Regions from separate parts of the Bombyx mori genome. Here region 1 is linked to region 2. A link is a contact called in public Hi-C data. All regions are on one chromosome and are shown on one strand. The core of a region is the stretch at or near the end of the contact, and the rest is flanking DNA. Distances in the headings are between cores, read along the strand shown. Region 1 has its middle 13 kb from the start of LOC101739441. Region 2 has its middle 28 kb from the start of LOC134200916.

Evidence for each region. A called contact is a pair of places that touch in the nucleus more often than the background predicts.
Region 1: a Hi-C map of midgut shows a contact between it and region 2, with 2.0 times the contacts expected there. The contact joins two enhancer-like sites. A contact is called at or near these places in 2 of 7 Hi-C or Micro-C datasets (midgut and whole pupa).

The regions. Positions count from the first base shown.
Region 1 is chr3:819,229-823,564 of ASM3026992v2, forward strand. No RefSeq gene overlaps it. Among protein-coding and RNA genes, the nearest start is that of LOC101739441, 13 kb to the right of the region's middle. Within about 2 kb of position 2,748, at least 6 of the 8 cell types and tissues checked have open chromatin away from gene starts, as enhancers often do.
Region 2 is chr3:740,358-744,196 of ASM3026992v2, forward strand. No RefSeq gene overlaps it. Among protein-coding and RNA genes, the nearest start is that of LOC134200916, 28 kb to the left of the region's middle. Within about 2 kb of position 2,249, at least 8 of the 8 cell types and tissues checked have open chromatin away from gene starts, as enhancers often do.

The DNA.
Region 1 (4,336 bases), core at 1,498-3,997, 79 kb after region 2:
AATTGAAAATACGATATCCCGTTATAACGTAGCTAATCGTTCGTACGTAAAAAACATTAATTAAATATGCAATTTCGAAAAGGGCACATCTCTGAAAATATACAATGTTCAGGAAATGAAAAAAAATACTGATTATTTTCTAAAGCAGTGTAAAATTTAAAATAGTAACTTTTGAGATTTTTTTTTATTTTTTTTTTATTGCCTTAGTAGGCAGACGAGCTTACGGCCCACCTGATGGTGAGTGGTTACCGTCGCCCATGGACTTCAGCTATGCCAAGGGCAGAGCCAAGCCGCTGCCTAAAATATAATATAGTATATATGTGGGGAGTGTTATTTTTATTACGTTTTTTCAGTTTTTTTTTTTAATATTTATTTTGTGCCTGTTGCAATGGCAACATTCTAGTAGGTTCAGAAAAAGATAGTAGTTTAAGGTTAGAGAGGGAAGTTCAAAAATGGAATAGTTTCAGAAAGACGCGTACGAAGCGATTGTGAAGTAAAATAAAGAATTTCGCTATATTCATCCCACTTTTACTTATGAACGATCCCACATATATTCATTTTTTTTAAACCTTTATTGCTGTTTTACTTAATAATTACTAACTTAATAAATTACTTAATAATAAATTAAATTTAAAAGCAACTTATAATCAATTATTCCGTACGGCGTTTCGTTTGGTGTGGTTTTCAAAACAGCTTGTCTCTCGACAAAGACCTCCCCTAAAGATTGCCAATATTCTCTATTTTCGGCCATTCGACTCGAAAGCGGAAACTTTTGAGATATATTTTAGTGTTAATTAGCAATTGAAAATAAATTACTGGAATTATTATAAAATGGGTGTAGGTAAGCCTCAAAACTACATGTATATGAAAAAAACGTATTTGACAGAATATGCGACATGTGCCCTTTTCGAAATTGCATATTAAATTAAAATCTGCCCTCGCTGATTTCCACTCGCCACGCCCCACTTTCTATTATAAGTCCCTAGGTTCATAGTTATACCCTACCCGTGTCCTGCCACGGTGCTTTATTAGCGCTATGACATGATCTCCTTCAACGAAAATAGTAATTGAAGTCGTCGTGGCCTAAAGGATAAGACGTCCGGTGCATTGGTATGTAGCGATGCACCGATGTTCGAATCCCGCAGGTGGATACCAATTATTCTTATGAAATAGTACTTAAGAAATCTTCATTACTGCTTCACGGCAGATATAGGTGGGGTGGTGGTACCTACCCGGATTAGGATATTACTCATCATCTTGCCTTGTAATTTAAAGATTTTTGAAACACAATTTTTTTTATTGCTTATATTGGTGGTGGTGCTTATAGTGCTTATAGTGGAGGAGCTCACAGCCCACCCGGTGTTAAGTGGTTACTGGAGCCCATAGACATCTACGACTCGGCTCTGGTAACCACTTAACGCCAGGTGGGTCGTGAGCTCGTCCATCCATCAAGGCTATAAAAAAACCCATTAAAAGTGTCACATTTCCTTGGAAACCTCACAAAGTATTACTAATAGTTTTGATTAAAATAAATTACTAATACTGAAAAAATCTTAGTACCAATAAGGCGATATAAAACATGACTCATTGATGATAAGCGGTTTGGCTGACGCAATGCTCGCTTGTTGCTAAGTGAGAAACATCACGTCCGACACGCTCCGGAACCGAACCCGGGATACGGTTACGGGCACAGCGCAGATAACTTACAGTTACACAATTGAGTACAAAAATTAATCAGAATAGTAATTGCCTACATTATTTTAACTTAATTTTTAATGCTCAGTACATGCTTATCGTGAATTTTTGCCGCTACACTCAGATAATGAAAATTCAGTCAGTTTCGAAACGCTACTTTGACTAGCTGAGTTTTTCATCAGATTTGGGCAACGGCTCGCGACTCCGATCCGCTCTGTGGTTAGTTTTTTTTTTTCCTACCCATGCTGATAGCCTTGAGAGGCTATTTCAGCTTCACCCTAACGTTTGTAGGTGAGCTCACGGGGCTCAAACCGGAGTGTTGCTAACACTGACCCTAGCAAGAGCAGTGCTTCGCAGAATCCACCACCGGATCGGAAACGTGACCCACTTTGAAGATCCGGCGAGAAACTCAGTGGGCTTTGTCTATGGGTTAATTCGCTCGTCGAGCCCTTCGTTGCAGGTTCGACGAGGACGGTGACCGGTGTGTTTAGTACGAATATTTTAATGTTAGCAGTGGGAACAGCGCCCCTAGCGGCAAACGTAGGCAAACGATCCAACTGCACAAAAATTTGAATTAACTTTTACGCTATCGAGAACGTTAAAAAACTCGCACTGAGCACACCGGTAGTAAATATTACTCGTCTACGCTGTTAGCTGTTCAAACAGTTGTTAGCAAGCCGTGGCAAGCAAGCAGTGGTGCAACTGGAAAGGACTTCGTACAACCAGAAATACCACCACTCCAAAATAAGAACTAAGCTAAATTACGGTAATGCAGTATTCCCTAGTGTTAGGCATGCTTAGAAATCAAATAAAAATTTACGAAATCGTTTTTTTAATTTTAAATAGCGATTCTGTTGACATGACAGACACCTAGGTACGGTTGACATCAGCGGAAGCTACTATAGCGATCATTCGACCGGTTGTTTATTAGATCACACCGACTCAGAGTAAATAACACGCGAATAACTTAAGTCGGTTTCAACAGATCCGTACAAACCGTTCTAGTTAGCATTTCATTATGAATTGAATACGTTGTCTTACTGTCGCGTCTGAACTGTGCGCCGTGACGTCGGTTGAGTCAGTACTCACACGTTGCTATGTGTATGACAATGCAGCAATGATGAAATTGTGAAATCGAGTATAATTTTAACGGAGCGATCAAAATTACAAGAAACGAAATGATTGTGCAATAAAACTTCGCTACCTAGCTCGGCGCGCGGCGTAATCTAGCTTTTTCGTTCTAAAGCAAGGCAGTGCTAAAGCGATAATTTTATGAACGCGAACGCCTGGTACAGGGCGTGGCACGACTTTGTCTGCGCACCCATCAGAAATAACAGCGGGCTTTTGAAGGGTGTGCACCCGAAAATACATTTCACGTAACATGCTTATAACATGCATAAAGTTATTCTGTAATATGCTCTAATGAGGGAACCGCGTGATTCTGCATATTTTTGACCATTTTTTCCCCTACCCATACTGATAGCCTTGAGAGGCTATTTTAGTTTCTCCTTGACGTATAGGTGAGCTCACGGGGCTCAAACCGGAGTGCTGCTAACACTGGCACTTGCAAGAGCCGTGCTTCGCAGAATCTACCACCGAATCGGAAACGCGACCCACTGAGAAGATTCGCTTACTGACATAAACATAGGAGATTAAGGTTTCAGCTATAGTCTATAGTGGCTGTTCTACTCCAAAATAAAAGGGAAGATTGCTCCGCATCAGAAGTAGGCAGGATGGCGGTACTTGTGTAAGCTAAGAATACGCCCTACTGCCACTGAGACCATTGAATCTTGTCATGATGTAGGTAGTACATTTTTCTATCATTAGATTGAATTAAGGACGGACTGGTGTTGTTTTTTTTTTGTTTTTATTTCCTGCCTATGATAGCCTTGAGAGGCTACTTCAGCTTCGCCCTAACATGTAGCTGAGGACGTTGCTAACATTGACCCTAGCAAGAGCAGTGCTTCGCAGAATCTACCACCAGATCGGTAACGCGACCCACTGAGAAGATCCGGCTAGAAACTCAGTGGGCTTGGTGTTGAATGGTTCCCTCGCCCGTAAATACTTCAATGTGTATCCCGGCAGCATGACCTGACCAGCTACATGTGATACATGAGGTCGAAATCTCATTATATATCCTCGACCGCCTCACCCAGCACCGTTCACGTGAACCACCAATATTTATCACCAGTTAACAAATTAGACCGGTTTTTTTAACAGCATGTTTCTATAAATTTCGCGAATGATCTCGGAGTTTTGCTTACTTGTTTTTTTCTCTCTCAATATTCTGTTATCACTGAGTCACGTAGTAACTTTACTATCGAGAGCACGTAACAGCTGCTGTGACGTCACACAGTTTATACTGTCTACCACGTGTAGAGATAATAGCACTGACATCTTTATGGCTTTGAATTAGAAGTAGGTAGTTCTATTAATTATACGGTTTTGCTTTGATAGACGATGAAGTCCGAAAAACTCTGATATTTTACATGATTTCGTCATGAATCTTACGTCACTAGTCTACTTGTGACGGAAGTGCTGAAATACTTAATAATATACAACCTTGTTGCCTTTGACAGGAGCTTAGGGCTTAGCCTAGGACTCTTTGCAAACCTCGTTAAGAAAGTTATTTCATAGCGCT
Region 2 (3,839 bases), core at 999-3,498:
ACAAAATGTGAATCTGCTAACAACTGTGCACACACAATTAAAATCCAATTAACACATCAGTTAACATGGTAGCCCATCAATTTTTTAGCAATTTCTTTGTTGTGTCATCACAAAGAACGGTCTGTGGTGGGATCGAGCAAAAAAATTAATGAAAACCATCATTTGAATTTCAACTTTACCACGTACGAAATACAGCTCACTAAAAACCCGAACCAATTATTGAAATAGCATCTATAGTTTAGTAAGTGCGTTACTTTTTCGCGATCAATAACAATAAATGAATTTGTCTATTATGGAACTTACCGCGACGGTTTAAGGTCGATGTTTCTATGTACTGTTTTCATTCTATCGCCTACCATCGTGTATGCTATTATAGAGCTTGGTGACTCATATTTAAGATCTGTATTCCTGTGCAATGCTACAGTTCTATCGCCTGTTGCCAACCGGTGTTTGAGCGCTTCGCGCATAGAGCGACAACCTTTTTCTAGGACGATGGAACTTTCACCTATGTTTTACAACCCCTGAATTTGATACATTTAAGGTCACATTCGGATGATAAAATACAAAAGCTACGTAATTTTGTAAAAAAATTATTAAGTGTTTTTTTATGTTTCAAAATCAAATTCAAAATGGCGTCGCGTCTTTTTTCGGTCTCCGATGACATTCATCGAAAATTCTTGGCCTTTACACGTTTTTTTTTGTCTTTATGGACCACTCGCTAGTACTACTGGGAGTTTGGATGAATTAGTACGATCCTCTTTATTTCACTTTGATCGTAATTAATTACTCAAGAATAAAATAGGTATTCCTTTTTACTAGCTTGTTAAATGAGATCTCGAGTTTTCAGTCTGTTATTCTATTGAGATTTCAATCTAATGTCTCAAGCTGTCTTTAACCTCCTCTATAGTTTTACTACCAGCAGTAGTAGTTAATTCGCAAAGATCTTCTTCCATAAATTCATTTCCTACAGTCATATATGAAAAGGACACCACTCTCTCTTCTCTTCCCGTGGGTATTATACCAGGGCATTTGTAGGGTGTATTGTGAATCCCCTGCCCTGGTGAAACTGGAAAGACCTCTGGGAGACCACAACACTCCCCTCCTAAAAAATTGTGAATCCCGGAAGACAAAGGCTTTCTGCCTTATTCTGCTGCGAAGCAGTAGTGCACTTCGGTTTCAAGGGCAAGACAGCGATTATAAAATCGAGAGTAAGATCTGATGTCAATGGGCTTCGGTTATAGCTTATTAACGAGTTGGCCACGGTCTTATTCACCTATGCACTAAAAAGTAATCCAAGAAAACTTTGACATATTTTGAAGCAACGTAGGCATTAATATAAAACCAAAAATCACTAAACAGTAATTAGGTAAGTAAGTAAGTACTTATGTTAGTACCTACCTAGAGATAGATATGATTCTACAAAAACTAATCAGGTTAATTACGAGATTGCAGGTACATAGTATTTTTCGTAAAGGTTGTAAAGGCAGTGATCACGGATGCCGATAAGACGCGCTTCGTGTACTTACACGTCGATAACACATATTTATTGGACTTAATATGGTTATGTTGTTTTTATTCTGTCTCTGTGAACGAATCACAGTGGATACTTTCCTAATTACTACCATGTTCAGTAACCACACGGTACTACTACCTATTTATTTGATTTTAAAATTACAGTAAAGTAAATAAAAACAAACGCCTTTGAAATACCAAAATTATAATCAACCTTATTCTTAGGATGTTAAGAGCGAAGGATGTGCACATTTCTTTGTGAAGGTCGATGTCGGATAAGTCGTTTTCGAATCGAGGCGAGTTTTAACCGCGCTCGTGTGCTTGTGTGCGTAAGGTAAGAGGTTTTGTTTGGCTGTGTTGCACACTGCTTTGGTCACGTAGGCCCGGCGGCCCGCACTGGCGAGTTTTCTGGACGTTTCAATTCTATTTATACATTTCTTTGTCCTGGGAAACACGTTTAACGTTAAGTTACATGTTCTATGTGATAATATTTAGATTTTTATGAAAGTTTTTTATTTAGATTCATTGTTCCGTTAACGGTGTAGTTATACTGTAAATATACTGAAGTAATAATTTTTTGACCTAATTAGCACTAAATCGGCCGTAACATCGTCTAAGCATAGTGTTGGCGTAAAAAAATCAAATTAAAAGAATAAATGATTGTAAGAGGACTGATCAATATTGTGTCCTTTTTAGTGCGGTACAAGTGCACATAGCAACAGCTACCGTCAGCTGTGCCGAACGAAGCCGAGGCTAGCCGGAGACACCCGAACGCCACAATTGATTGGACCACTGTGAAAGTTGATGTTTACATCAATTTTGTAACCGGTTCTGGAAATTAACCAGCACGGAGGAGTATCCAGTCTTGACAAACACTCTCGCTAAGCTATTGTGCCTTCAGTTACATAGTTATTATAACGAAAATAATTATGCTCAACTGCGTAAAACGTATTTATGCTTCAAAACGGTAGCTAACACTCTGGTAGTAAGTGTACATAACTATATAGTTTTTTTTTGTTTTATTGCCTTGATGTGTGTACGAGCTCACAGCCCACCTGGTGTTAAGTGGTTACTGGAGCCCATAGACATCTACGACGTAAATGCGTCACCCACCTTGAGATATAAGTTTTAAAGTCTCAAGTACAGTTACAACGGCTATCCCACCCTTCAAACCGAAACGCATTACTGCCTCACGGCAGAAATAGGCAGGGCGGTGGTACATACCCGTGTGGACTCACAAGAGGTCCCAGTAATAAAATATATATTATTACTGGTAATATAATATTATGTTAAATAGCCGTCATTCCTACTCAATACTGACACAAAAATATTGTTAGTTTGAAGTTTAGTCTGATTAAATACTATACGTTTAAAACATTGGCTAATCACGCCTAAAATTAGCAGCTTATAGCTCTGTGTTTTTCCACGAGTCTAGTAATAATATATTATGCTTACACCTTAAAAATGTATTGGGTAAACGTGAAAATGACATGTTTCTTTCGTAATAATATGTTAAACAGCTGACACACACTAATAGCCTAACAATGTCTCCAAATTATATTCCTTTGAATTTCCATTACAATAAATTTTACCTGCGACGTAACATGAAAGTAATTTAGGAAAAATCTTTCAAAATTACCGCTCATAAATAGCGCACATTCTAGCCTGTGGCATGATCCGTTTACTTATTTACCTAAACTAGTGGTCCCGCAGTAGTTGAAATTCGACTATAATTAATTGAAATTATAAGTTTGAACAATATGATGGTTATATTGTCAAAGACTATATGAGTCGACTATTATCAAAGGCGGCAATGTGACTTTTGGACAATTATTGGTAAATCAGAAAAACGAATTATTGACTTTGTATTCCATTGGCAGTCACAAAACTCTTCTGAACGACATCTTAGATAAATAACAGGCTAAGTATTAACCTTTATTTAATGCAGGTTTTGAACCGTATTCTTTGAAGGAGACGATTATATTCAAATCAATCTGTATTGACATATCAATAACATTTTTTTGTCCAAATGCACAGATTGCCACCTTTGATAATAGACGACTCATATTATACAAACAATATTAACCTATTTTCAATGTGACCACAGCCTTTAAGCATTAACTAAAGTTTGACAATAAACAAAGAGTATATATACATATGTGTGTGTGTGTGTCAAATACATGGCAGTGTGTGTAATATTTTCTTTATTGATTTAATGTATCTTTTATGCTTTATTTACAAAAATATTAGCATTGTGCATTTCTTCTCTATATTCTCTATAAGTGTGGAAAATTTCATACTCCGTCGTGCGCGCAATTTTCGTAAAA